4 separate regions of the Mus musculus genome follow, and regions 2, 3 and 4 are each linked to region 1. Evidence: chromatin contacts called from public Hi-C, HiChIP or PLAC-seq and promoter capture Hi-C data. All regions are on one chromosome and are shown on one strand. Each heading gives the region's core, a stretch centred on a gene start, on an enhancer-like site or on the middle of the called end of the contact. The rest is flanking DNA. Distances are from core to core; before and after follow the strand shown.

Region 1 (3,073 bases), core at 207-2,706:
ATGTTGGCCTCGAACTTGATCCTCCTCCCTCAGCCACAATGGCTGAGTGTTCATTTCCAGGAAGGGGTTGAGCTTCTACTAAAGAACCATAGCTTTCTAGAACTGCTTAAGTTTCCTAGCTGGGAAGGCAGACCTCAGCTGGCTCTTGGTCCCCATGGAAACATTTCAGCAGGTAGCAGTGTGGCTTGGAGGTCCCTATTAGATAGTTGGACAGGCCTGAACTCAAGTAGCTCTGTGATCTTGGCTTACATTAATTTCCTCACGTGTAGAGCATATTTTTACTTGCTAGAGCTCTTGTGCAATGAACCGACACACTACAGTCAGCAAAGACCAGTATTTAAGAACCTCGAAGATTTAAGCCTCTTGGCGCATGAGATTTTCATGGGTTTTTCAACAGGCTGGTGTCTCCAGTCTACCGTGTGGCTCACGGTGGCTATTCATTAACCATTTACTAGACGAACGAAAAGCTTGGGTTATTATTGCATAGTGTTCAAACGAGGAAACATCTGGGAAGAAACATAGTTGCTTTCCAAAAGAGAAAAAAAAAAAAAAAAAACGCACCAACGGAGAGGGCTGGACTTGAACCCGTGTCCTCACTCCCAACTTTGCCTTAGCCAGGGTGTGTGTGTGGTAGTGCCATTCCAGGGCTTTGTCCAGGGTGTGTCCTGAATCCTTTCCCTCGACATCCCTTTTTCTCTTACCGGGGAACTGACCCACCCTCTTGGTTCCCCGGGAGGCTCGGGTCCCACTAGGGTTTCAAAAGAATCTACGCTCGAGAGAGAAAAATTCCTCGATCCTCACCAACGGTGGAAGCCAGTACCCGGTTTGCTCCGCCCCGCGGCGACAGCCTCCGCTTCATCCTCTGAACCGCTGCTGCTGTAGCCCACCAGGGGCGCCGAGCTCATGGGGCCTCGACCACAAGCCGTGTCCACCGACAACCTGATCCGACGCCCGGAGTTCCTCTGAGCCGGAAGTGCTCTGTGGGGGGCGGGACCTAGAGTAGCTCCACCTCGGGGCGGGGCCTGGCGACCCGGGGGGCGAAGCCCAGTGGAGCTTAGGACGGACGGCGGCCACCGCCTGTGCGGTAAAGGCTGTAGGAGGCGGCCTTCCGGATCACTCCGTCGCCCCAGTGTGGGTTCCACAGGTCTGCGGGTCTGTTTGCCAGACTTGCAAAAAGTTGGAGTCTCAGGATCCCTCTTGAGAGCGAGCTGAGCCGCAGGTCAGCTGCAGAAGACCGGAGAGTCAGGTGGGGCTGCGGCGAGCCGGGGATGAGGATCCCGGCTCCTCCGCGACCGTAGGCTCCGGCGAGCGGATCCCGAGGCTCCAGCCCCGCCCCTCCGTACCCACAGGCTCGGGCCAGCGGGGCCGCGGGTCCCCGACAGGGGGCGGCCTCGCTCCGCGCCGCGGGCTTCTCGGCAGCCGCCGCCCCGGCTGCCGCTCCTCCCCCGGCCCCGCCTACCCGGCCTCGCGCCGACCCTCTGTCCGCCGGTCTCTGCAAGACCCGTCGGTCTGTCCGCTCGCCCGTCCGTCCGCTGCCCCGGTCCCGCTAACCCGAGTGCGCGGGTCGATTCGTCGGTTCCGGCTGCTGCAAACCTGTCTCCCGACTCCGCGCTGCCTGCCTCTGCTACGCGAGGCCCGGGGATTGGCAGGACGCGTAGGCCGCGCCGCGGCGGATGGAGCCGGAATAAAGAGGCGGCAGAGAAAGCAGCTGGTCTTCGCTTGTCCCGCGCCTGACCCCTGGAGCAGGTGAGTGGCAGGGCACCCGGGACTGCATCTGGGGGCCACTCCAGTAGCCCCTGCACCCAGGGAGAGCCTCCTGAGCTCCGAGGCGATCCAGGCTGGGCCTGGAAGTACAGTTGCTTCCCGGGCACCGTTTGAGGCTCTGGGGCCTTCCTCGGCCGGAACCACCCCCTTTTCGGGACGCAGTGGCTGGGCCATCCGGAGCAGGAGCTGACAGCAGGCAGCCCAGCTGGGCCTGATGGGAGGAGATCAGCTTTCATTCGGTGACTCTGAGAGGAAAAAGGGCTAGGGTGGGGCGCGGGTGGGGGCTTCTCTTTGCCTTTCCTCTCCACTTCTCTCTCCAGCTCTTGTGCAGTGAGCTAAGAGTGTTCCTGGCTTCTCCTTACTGGAGAAGGGTCAGGGTAGGCAGTGGGGTTGCTCTAGGAGGTGGGGAGTGGGGGCGGCTGATGGGGCTGGCAGCCATTCATACCAGGAAAAATAACACACAGTTGGATTAGTACAGCTAGATCAGACAGTGTTCCGTGCAGTCCACCGCTCCTCTCTACCTTAGGAACGCTAAAATGGCCAGCTGTGGTTGGTTGGTCGTACTCCTAGGTACTACCCCAAATCAGCAGCCTCTTTATTCCCTCCCTTCCCAGAAGATGCTGAGGGTGACAACTTTTAGCTTGATTCTTAGGTTTCTTTAAGAGAACAGTTAGAAGCCAGCTGGCTTATGGGAACATTCTCTACTTTCCTTCCCTTAAAGAAAACTTGCAAACTTTTAAATCTATAAGCAGCTGAGAACCTAGAAAGGAGGCTGCCTTTGATTCCAAAAATAATTCTCTGTGGGATTGCTTTAATACTATCTCAAAGTGGTGAATTAGAGATTTGCTGGCATGGGGTGGGGGCGGTGGTTAGGTGGGCTTTATCTTGCAGTGATTACTGTGAATATTTGGGACTTGGAGGAGACACACCCTGGGGCATGCTTTATCTGTACAATTCAGGCAAACAGAACAATTTCTTACACCTTGACAGTCAAAGACTCAGAGGGTAAGGGACTTCTGTTTATGTTCCTCTGGGAGATAACTAGAGTGAAGAAGTTCACCTGATCAGTGGGTCTATAAACCTGTTATTTAACCCTCTTTGGCCAGGAGTTTGGGTCCCAGAAAGGCCATTAATCCTGTTAAGCTAGAGTGGCATGTGCCCTGGGAAAGGCCTGGAGTGCAGGTGAAGAGGAACGTAGACCAGTCTTTCAAAGGAGAGGGTTTTTAGGTGGTTCTTAGTATTGTTGCCTTAATATTAGCTTCCAGAGTCCATCTGCCTTAGAACTTATACCTCAGGGGCGTGGCTTCCT
Region 2 (3,073 bases), core at 224-2,723, 730 kb after region 1:
GGAAACCTCTTCATGTCTAGGAAGCAGGCAGGGTTTAGACTAACATTTCACTCAGTGATACATGGTTCTCAGAGCTCTATAGGTAATCAAGACCAGTATTTATGCTAGTCTCTTACATCAACAATTTTCCAGATTAGAAAACACATTGTTCCTCAACAACAATACATTACACTACCTTACTTCCACACACACAGCGTTGATTATTTTACAGAAGAAACTCTAAGATGTCAAGTCACTTCAACTAAGGAAGGACAAGCAGATGGGTTAAGTGAGGAGCCTGGGAGACTGCACGACTCTACTCAGACGGTAACAGACACTGCCAACTTTAAAAAAGTTCAAAGTACATCACTCCAGGGGACGAAACCTTACTCGGACATCTGCGCAAGACAGAATCTCAAGAGTTTCAGCCCAGTAGCTCTAACTAGGTCTCCCTCTGTAAGAACAGGGAAAGTGAGGCAGACAGCGGGCCCGGCAGGAAGTAATGCCAAATTTGGAGGCTCGCTTGGGGGTGCTGCTGGTGGGATGACTCCCCTGTCCCACTCTGGCGCGAAGGCCAGAGGCAGCAGAATCCTTACTCTGGGACACCTAGTCAGACTCCAGAGTGAGGGAAGAACCCCGACTATCCCCGTTTCCGCTTACCATCCCGATCTAGGGCTTTCCAACGGAAAGGACTGCCCTCCCCAAGGGTTTTTTACTTAATATTTAGCTCAGGCCTGGAGAGTAGGAGAATCCGCTAGGTCTGGCTCCCGCCTCCAGCCTCTCTCTAAGGCGAAGAACTCTCCCCAGCCTCGCTTCACGTCGAACTCTCCACCCCAAGGCAACACCAGACCATCCCAGGGGAAGTCGGCTTCCCACTGCAACGCAAAACTCCCCAGAAGGAATCCCTGCCCACGACGTGCGCCCCTCGGCCCCTTCGGTTCCGAGGAGCCCGAACGAGGGTCTCTCCGCGTCCGGAGCCTCCCCAGGAGGTACCTGCTTCTCACCTTAGCCAGTCTCCTCGGGAGGGTGACCCCAGGACCTCCTTCAGTCAAGATCCCCTAAAGGGGAACACCCTCTTCCAGGAACCGCTTTCAGGCGCCTCCAGCGCGGGCCTCGGAGGAGAGTGTGCCGGCTGCTTCCCAGGCTCTGACCAACGCCACCCTCTCCAAGACCCCTGCCCGGAGACGGCCACGGCCCCAGTCCAGTCTCTCCGACCCAGGCTTCAGCGGCTGTCCCCTTCCTTCACAGGCGTCGCTAGCCCTCAAGCTCCCTCCCCGGCCACGTCCCCAAGGGGCTTCCCAGAGCAGCGCGGTCGGGCTGTGGCACTGACTTGCACTAGCTCCTGGGCCCACCGGAGGGAGGGGACAGCGACAGCGGCGCGACTCCTTTGTGACAGGTCCAAGAGAGCGGTAAAGATGGACGCGGGGACACGGCACTGCCATTACGCGCAGGGGCCCACCCCCGCTTCACACCGCCCGGGCCCTCCCTCAGTCCCCTAGGAAACGCCCCTTCCTCAGTGGCAAGCCCTCTCTCTCAGACAGCCAATCATCAGTCAAGATTTGTGTCACGTGATCTCGCGGGTCGGCCCGCCAGCCTGGAATGAACCAGCTAATCCCCTTGCCGAAGGGCGAACGACCCAATCAGATCGCTCCATACGGTCTTGGAGCACCGGATTTCCACGAGGCGCTCGGGGAGGGAGAGAGCTGTTGATTGGACTATGCCGCCGGAAGCGGGGTGGAAATGTGTTGTGGCTGTAAGGAACAGGAAGCCCCGAAGGGTCAAAAGGAATACAATAGCGAAGTGTGTTTTCTTCCTTTAAGCCGTCGTTCTTTTCTTGGTTTCTTTTCTAGTTTTTTAAGAGCGAGAGTGGCCTTGGCGGCGACGGTTTACGGTAGGCGCCGCGGAGGTGAGGGCGGCTCGCCTCCCGCGCTCTCGTAGGTGAGTGCGGCCTGGGTCCGCGCCGGGAGGCGAAACCAGGCTTCTCGGCCGTGGAGAGGGTGAACTCCAAGCCAGAGTTAGGATTAGAGCCCAGGTTTGTCTCCAGCCCGCGGTCCTTTCTAGTGCGGTGTCCTGAGTCGCCCGGCTTGGGAGTTTGCGGTGCCCACTCCGGAGCGGAGCCGCGGGAGTCTGCGGGACGGCGTGGCGGTCGTGGTGGGAGGTTCCGACTCTTTCTTACGCGCCCGAGCTGCCGGGCCCCTTGTCTTCTTTCAGCACTTTGCGGTTAGCTGGAGCCATCAGGCCTAAAGTGAGCTGCTGCCTCGGTTCCATTCGGAGCAGCTCCTCGCTCCTTAGAAAACGTGGAATGCCGACTTGAGCATCGTTGAATCCCGAAGTGTGTAGTTGCAGGATGGGTACATAATAAATTTCCCCGTTGCAGCGCCTCGCTCATTCTCTTCTAGTAGGAAACAAGGCTGTGTGCTTATTTTATTAGAACACAACCGGTCGTTGAAATGTCTTCTTTGAGAGTTGGTGCCCTTGGAATGCCAGTCCACGCAGAGGGAAAGGGAGAACTATTGGTCATGGAAATGGCTTCTTGGGGGAACACAAGGTCTGTGGCCCTTGGTTTTAAAATGCAAACCCTGTGCTGCACCCTTGGGTCAGTCTGATTGTTTAAGTCTAGAGTGGACCCCACAAAGTCTAATATGAACCTCTGTAGGATTTGCAGCGACTTGTCAACCTGTGTAGCAAGTTTCGTTGGTTAAGTGAATTGATTTATTGAAGTGTCCCCAGAGACATCATAAAAATGGTTTGGAGGAGCTCCGTGTAGTGGCTTGTACCTGTAATCCTAGGACCACGAGGCTGTGTGTGGGTGTGGGGGACTGTCAGTTGGAGACAGGCCTGGCTTCCTTAGCAAGACTGCCAGAAAACAAAGCAGAGTATAAACTACCAAGCAAAATGGTTTGGCGGGTACTGCTTCTGAGATATTTGAAAGGAATCTGTAGAACTTTCTATGACAGAAGGAGCTGAGTTGAAATAAAGGCAGCTCCTGTGTTTCAGTTGGAGCCTAAGATGAGCTATGAATAATATGTAAGGGTCTGAAAGTCGGATGGCCCAATTATCTCTGAAGTTGAAGTCTTAAAAAAGGAAGAATTAT
Region 3 (3,073 bases), core at 403-2,902, 670 kb after region 1:
ATTTTGTTTTCAAGTAGGCGCATGCCTGCTACAGCCTGTGTATGGAAGTCTGAAGACAACTTTAGGGAGCCAGTACCACCTTGTGGACCCTGGGGATTAAACTAAGGTTGTCAGGCTTGTGGGCGAGTGCCACTACCCACACTAAGCCATCTTGCTGACCCACAGATTGTTTATAAAGACAACAAAACTCAGTATGGCTTGCTTACTATTACATTGTGCGGTGTGTTAAAATTTCAGTGTTTTGTGTTTTGAAAATCAACTCTTCACATTTATTTCTCTGCATGCCCTTATAAGCAGAGGTTTGGGGTGTTGAGATGGCTTGGGGGCTGAAGGCACTGCTGTGTAAGACGGGTGACCCGAGATCAACCCTCAGAACTCACATGAAGGTGGAAGGAGAGAACCAACTCCACAAAGTTGTCCTCTGAGCTCCACATAGCCATAGTCTCCTGGCAACAACCCCACCCACGATCCATCACATATGTAAATGAATACATTAAAAAATTGTTGTAAAGCAAGGGTCTACTTGATTTAAATCAAGGAATTGACCATAGGAACTAGAGGGGCACAAGTCACTTAGTAGTGTCGAAACTTACCCATAATAATGTCCTCTAAACATCCAACCACAGCATCAAATTCTGCATCAGAGGCGGAGGAGCTGAAAAAACACATCAGGATTAGGTGCCGGTCCAAATAATTATTTTTCGAGCTGAACTTGTGTTTTCTGTGGGTAAGGGCATTGAACCCAAGGCCTTGCACACACCAGGCAATCACAACAAAGCCCACTAGCATTTTTTAAAATGTAAGATTCCCAACGTGCATAAAAATAATAGCAAGATGATCCTCCCATCACTCAGTTTCACCAATCAAGGATTATTGTCTAGTACAGAAATTACAAACACAGGAAAACACTCGTGACGAAAACCGGTATGACAATCACAAAAGCAGCCAACAATTTGGGTAGCTGAGGCTGGTGCGGCACAACTTCATACTTCCGCGTTTATTACCCGCAGGATTTACTCACCGCATCCTGGCTCTTAACGCCACACCTATCTGCTGGTGAATGTGACCGCACGCGGGAGTGGCACCGGCCTAGGGGGTAACTGGTCAGGAGTGGCTTTAGACAGGCGGTGAGGCCGCCGCCAGCCTGGGCAGCTCAAGGCCTCTGGGTTTTTGCTGACGGCCACGATTGAGGCCAGAGGATTGTGATGGAAGCGCTGGTTATCTGTGACATATGCCCGTGGTGGCCACGGGAAGAAAACGCCCCGCTAGAGCGGAGCCTCGACCGGCCAGCCCGCAACCCAGAGGACGTCCGCAGGCCGAGGTCGAGCAGACCCTGGCCGCTTCACTTACAAGGACAGCGCGAAGCTCTCTTCTTCTAGGGCGTCCATCGTAGGGGCGCCGCAGTCACCGGCCCGGGCCCGGGGCCCTGCCGCTTCCTACCGCGCCCGCCGCCGGGCCGGGATCCTCTCTGACCCGCGCGGCCTCAACTGCATCAAGGGCCCGCAGAAGGCCGCACCCACGCCCCGCCCGGCGATCGCGCGAGGACGGGGCTGCGGCTCCTGGCTGGGCCCAGCGCCCGCCGGCCTCTCGCGGGGCTACCCCGCCGGTGTGTTAGGGCAGACGGAGCTCGCAGCCCCGCCTCCTGTCACTATGGTTACCCGCGGTTCCAGCAGCCAATCACAGCCTCAGGTTCCCGGTCTCACGCAGAAGACTGCAAAAAATGGTGGCAGTAGACTTTTTTTTTTTTTTTCTGGATGAAAGAATTGGAGCCAAGAGCCTCGGTTTCTTCATTTTCAATTTAGGAATTGTAAAGATCAGGTAGTTGAAACCGTGTTTTAAGAGCGCTAGAAATAGCCAAATTGCTCGAAAGCCACTCTCATAGTTTGTCCTAGATAATGCAGACGTCTGATTTACTAGAGAGTTACTTCTTGGAAGTATGGAAGGGTCCACGGCATTAAGTGGATGACTTGTAACTTAATTTGTGATCTTCAAATCAAAAGCAGTGCGTTGTGGCATGCGTCTGTAGTCCCAGCACTTGGAAGGTGGAGGTTTAAGGCATTCAAGACCTGCTCAGCTACATAGTGAGTTTGCTGCCAGCTTACTCGCACCAAACCCGTAAACAATTATTAGGCAGTAAGTGGTTCCTTGGGTAATTATGCAGCACAAAAATGTTGACAACCACTGAGAGAGATGTAATCAGAAATTGAATAACTGCTTTGGAGAAAGTCCCCTCTAAAACTGCCACACCATGAAGAAAGGTTTCCTGGGATCGCCCCCCCCCCCCGCCCCCTTTTTAAGCATGCCTCTTTGGTGGTCTGATACCTTTTAGCCAAATGTGTAGTACATAACTAGAAAATTTATGGTATGAATTAGGGTTACGTGGCCAATCTGAATCATTTTGGAATGGACATAAAATGTGTATCCATGGATCTATCTTAACAGCATCAGGAACCAAGATGATTTCAAAGACACTGGAAGATCAGAGTATCCTGGTCAAGCTGAAGACAGGCGTGCTGGTAGGTTTTTTGTCAGCTTGACCTGAGTGACCTGGAAAGAAGTTGATTTTGTGTGTGTCTGTCTTTTTTCATCAAGACAGGGTTTCTCTGTGTTGCCCTGGCTGTCCTGGAACTCACTCTGTAGATCAAGCTGGCCTTGAACTCGAGACTCACCTGCCTCTGCCTTCCAAGCACTTGGATTAAAGGCCATGTGCCATCACCTCCTGGTTTTGAATGTGGATTATTTTAATGACTGAGGGAAGGCCCAGTCCTCTGTGGGTGGTGCCATATCTGGGCAGGTGTAGGATCTATGTAAGGAAGCTCAGCATGCTATGGAGAACAAACCAGTTAACAGCATTTCTTTATCTACTTCAGTTCCTGCCTTCAGGTTCCTATCTCAACTTCCCTCAGTTATGGACTGTTGCATGGAAGTGGAAACAAAATAAACCCTTTCTTCTCACAAATTGGTTTTGATTAGTGTTTTGTCACAGCTCTGATAAGCAAACTAGGACAAGCATCTAAAAATTCTGTTCCATTGAGCACTGGTAAGACAGCTCAGAGCAGACAACTAAGATCCT
Region 4 (3,073 bases), core at 336-2,835, 520 kb before region 1:
CACACATTAAAATAAGTAAATTTAATAATAATGATGAATATTATTAACAGATTGTGTCAATGTCAATATTCTGGTTGTATGATGTTGTACCAAAGTTCTGTGAACTCGTGTGTTGAGGCAAACTGACACACAGATCTCTATATTATTTCTCTCTTTTTTTTTTTTTTTTTTTTTTTTTTTTTTGGTTTTTCGAGACAGGGTTTCTCTATATAGCCCTGTCTGTCCAGGAGCTCACTTTGTACACCAGGCTGGCCTTGAACTCAGAAATCCGCCTGCCTCTGCCTCCTGAGTGCTGGTATTAAAGGTGTGCGCCACCACGCCCGGCTCTATATTATTTCTTATGTCTGTACTTGGCTCTGCTAATCTCAGTAACATCGCCTCCTTTTTCATCTTGGGCCGGTGGGGTGGGGAGGTAGCATTGCTTCCTGAGCCAGGATTTTATTGTGGAACCCAAGCTAGCTTCAAGCTCACTGCTCTCCTGCCTCAGTCTGTTGAATGCTGGGTTTACAGGCATGTGTCCCATACCCAACTTTTTCAAATGAGAGGTAGACCCATTGAGAGGCTCAACGTGTAAAGGCACTTGTTACCAACCCTGAAGACCTGAACTCAATCCCCAGAAGCCACAGGATGAAAGGAGGGAAGCAACTCGTGAGAGTTGCCCTGTGGACTCCCCGTGCATACTGTGAATGCACAGACACACGTAAGTAAATGTAAAAGGAAAAACTGGTGCTGGAGAGATGGCTCAGAGGTTAAGAGAACTGTCTGCTGTTCCGGAGGTCCTGAGTTCAATTCCCAGCAACCACATGGCTCACAACCATCAGTAATGAGATCTGGTGCACTCTTCTGCCCTGTAGGATACAGGCAGAACGCTGTATACATAATAAATAAATAAATCTTTTAAAAGAGAAAAAAGAAAGAAAGAAAAGAAAAAATAATAATTAAACTAGACTGTGAATATAATTGAAAGATATCGCTCCTTCCTGGGGCTCAGATTCAAGTTCTAGAACCACAAATAAAGAGGCAGAAAAGGACTTCCTTTATAAACGGCATACAGCCCAGAAGCCAAAGCTCTAGGCAATTCACCTTCATTCAATAAGTCGAGAGCCTGAACCGCCTCAAACATTTCCGAAATCTAGCCTTGAGGTTGTAGCCAGGGATTAATGAATGCTCAAACTGACTCTTTCTCTCTCTCTCTCTCTTGTTCAAAGGTCCCTCACACTCCTCAGTCAAAGAAACTCTGGGGTCACTTGCTGTGGCAATGAATGCAGGAACAAACATAATGAGGCCAAATAGCTTTGGCCCGTGGCTCCTGAGGACAAAGATGCCAAACCTCTTAACGCTCTTTCCAGGAGGAAGGAACAGTGTTTAATTTGGCCAAGGGACCAAGTCTAAAAATAACTGGATAAACGGGTTGGCAGAAAGCTAGGCTGGCTCAGAACTATTGTTGGGTTGAGAAGCTGGTGTGGTCCGATGGTGACACTGACTTAAAAACTACAACTCCCAGAGTTTCCTGCGGCCTGTGCTAGCTGGACGGTCATGTGATTCAGGCTCACGTGTTACTTGAGTCGGCTCCGGAACAACGCCTACAAGGTATGTGAAAGGAGGTACGGGAGGTGCAAGGTGGGGTTGTAGGGTTCTTGGGTCTTCAGAGTTCCCCATCACTGCTGAGACCAGATCCCTGTAGGGCTCCACAGCCGTCTTTGCCTGTTGCTTTCTGCTGCACCAGTCCAGCCACACCTTAGCCTGACGGCTCTCCACTCAGTCCTAGGCCAGGATCGAGTTAGCTTTGGAGTTAAAAACGCAACCCACCGCTTTTTCGCCAGGCTTGGGGCTCATCCCAACCCACCCTGGTCAGGTGCTCGCTGTCCCACCTCCTAATGCAATCCAAACCTCGTGTTTCAGTGCTGGTCCCGGGCTGGTCTGGGAACCATGTGAGATCTGTTCCATCTCCGACCTAATAAATAATGTGCATCGTGCTTATAGCTCTGGCCCCGCCAACTGCTCACCGTGACTTTAATGTAACCTCTTTCCTTCGTGTACCTTTTCCCTATTTGAACTGGCACTCCACTCCTTGCTATAGGTTATTCAGAACCACTCAGTGTAATCTCCCACCCCCTGCCCTGGTAGCCAGCTGCAAAAGGTCAAACTCTTCTCTCTTCTGACTGCAGATTTTTAGATAAAGCCTTGAGAAGAACTTGAGGCCAAAAGGGGAGGTGAGGGGGCTCTGACCCCATACCTTTAGGCAGAGGAAACAGCCCTCTTCTAGATTAGCAGGTAAGTTGGGCTAAATGATTGGGGCCGAGGTAAAAGCTCTTAGAGCAGTGAGAGTGGTCCAAGGGATGGGGTTGCTCGTCCTGAGCTTTTGTGTGGTTGCAGGAGAGGCTGGGCAAATGGCCGAGGACTGGGTAGGGGTGCCAAAAGGAAACCTGCTTCCTAGAGAGACTTAGGGTCACGGGACCTTGAAGTATGTTTTTCTGCGGTGTGAGCAATGTGGAAGGGATGGCCTTAGACCTCTCTGGAGCAATGCCTGGACCAGGGGAGTCCCCAGACTGCCTTTACTACTCACCACTGAGATTTTGCTGAGTTGCTGGCTGGGAAGGGAGATTGCGTCATAAGAGGAAGAAGTCTGTGGCCAGACTGGTGTTTCTGATTCTGGCCCCAGCAGAGGGCCCCAGCACTGGGACTGTGTCCCTTAATTGCTGGATGGCAGATGTCCCAGAGCACTTGCACTTCTCTCTTCTTTCCTGGGTTGATGTTCCCAGCTTTGTCCATCATTAGAAGGCACATCTGGGAAGCATCCTCAGGGGCCTATGTACTGTTCTAGACCTCCTCCATTGCGGTGGGCTGACCTTATCAGGAGGGTTGGAGAGTGGTTGTGGCTGAATCACTGCCTTTGTGGGGAGGAAATGGGATTTTAAAACAACAACAACAAAAAAGGTTTATTTATTTTATGTATATGAATACACTTTCGCTCTCTTCAGACACAGCAGAAGAGGGCATCAGATCCCATTACAGATGGTTGTGAGCCACCATGTGTTTGCTGGGAATTGAACTCAGGACCTCTGGAAGAGCA

The links. A called contact is a pair of places that touch in the nucleus more often than the background predicts. HiChIP or PLAC-seq counts read pairs in DNA pulled down with a chosen protein or histone mark. Capture Hi-C pulls out chosen DNA fragments and counts their contacts.
Region 2: a contact with region 1 is called in an H3K4me3 HiChIP or PLAC-seq map of bone marrow-derived macrophages, with 4 times the contacts expected there. The contact joins the promoter of Rspry1 here to the promoter of Zfp319 in region 1. A contact is called at or near these places in 2 of 39 promoter capture datasets (erythroid cells and hippocampal neurons), 1 of 484 Hi-C or Micro-C datasets (embryonic stem cells), 5 of 115 datasets of contacts at active chromatin or transcription factors (bone marrow-derived macrophages, memory CD8 T cells, pancreatic cancer cells and 2 more) and 1 of 9 other capture datasets (adipose tissue).
Region 3: a contact with region 1 is called in a promoter capture Hi-C map of liver, with 2.8 times the contacts expected there. The contact joins the promoter of Arl2bp here to the promoter of Zfp319 in region 1. A contact is called at or near these places in 1 of 115 datasets of contacts at active chromatin or transcription factors (memory CD8 T cells) and 2 of 9 other capture datasets (adipose tissue and liver).
Region 4: a contact with region 1 is called in a Hi-C map of embryonic stem cells, with 3 times the contacts expected there. The contact joins the promoter of Slc38a7 here to the promoter of Zfp319 in region 1. A contact is called at or near these places in 2 of 39 promoter capture datasets (embryonic stem cells and neural stem cells), 4 of 484 Hi-C or Micro-C datasets (B cells, CD4 T cells, embryonic stem cells and 1 more), 6 of 115 datasets of contacts at active chromatin or transcription factors (embryonic limb bud and embryonic stem cells) and 1 of 9 other capture datasets (embryonic stem cells).

What each region holds. Positions count from the first base shown.
Region 1 is chr8:95,330,194-95,333,266 of GRCm38.p6, reverse strand. Zfp319 (zinc finger protein 319) reads left to right here and starts at 1,456. Exons shown (of 2, transcript NM_024467.4): 1 at 1,456-1,746. It overlaps Usb1 (U6 snRNA biogenesis 1), which reads right to left and starts at 983. Exons shown (of 7, transcript NM_133954.2): 1 at 802-983. The coding sequence starts at 905.
Region 2 is chr8:94,600,341-94,603,413 of GRCm38.p6, reverse strand. Rspry1 (ring finger and SPRY domain containing 1) reads right to left here and starts at 1,473. Exons shown (of 15, transcript NM_026274.4): 1 at 984-1,473. It overlaps Psme3ip1 (proteasome activator subunit 3 interacting protein 1), which reads left to right and starts at 1,688. Exons shown (of 8, transcript NM_028221.4): 1 at 1,688-1,917. It overlaps LOC115486880, which reads left to right and starts at 523. Exons shown (of 2, transcript XM_030243886.1): 1 at 523-601; 2 at 769-1,798. The coding sequence starts at 523. The coding sequence ends at 1,478.
Region 3 is chr8:94,665,179-94,668,251 of GRCm38.p6, reverse strand. It overlaps Arl2bp (ADP-ribosylation factor-like 2 binding protein), which reads right to left and starts at 1,652. Exons shown (of 6, transcript NM_024191.2): 1 at 1,351-1,652; 2 at 594-655. The coding sequence starts at 1,388.
Region 4 is chr8:95,852,003-95,855,075 of GRCm38.p6, reverse strand. It overlaps Slc38a7 (solute carrier family 38, member 7), which reads left to right and starts at 1,585. Exons shown (of 12, transcript NM_172758.4): 1 at 1,585-1,604; 2 at 2,169-2,274.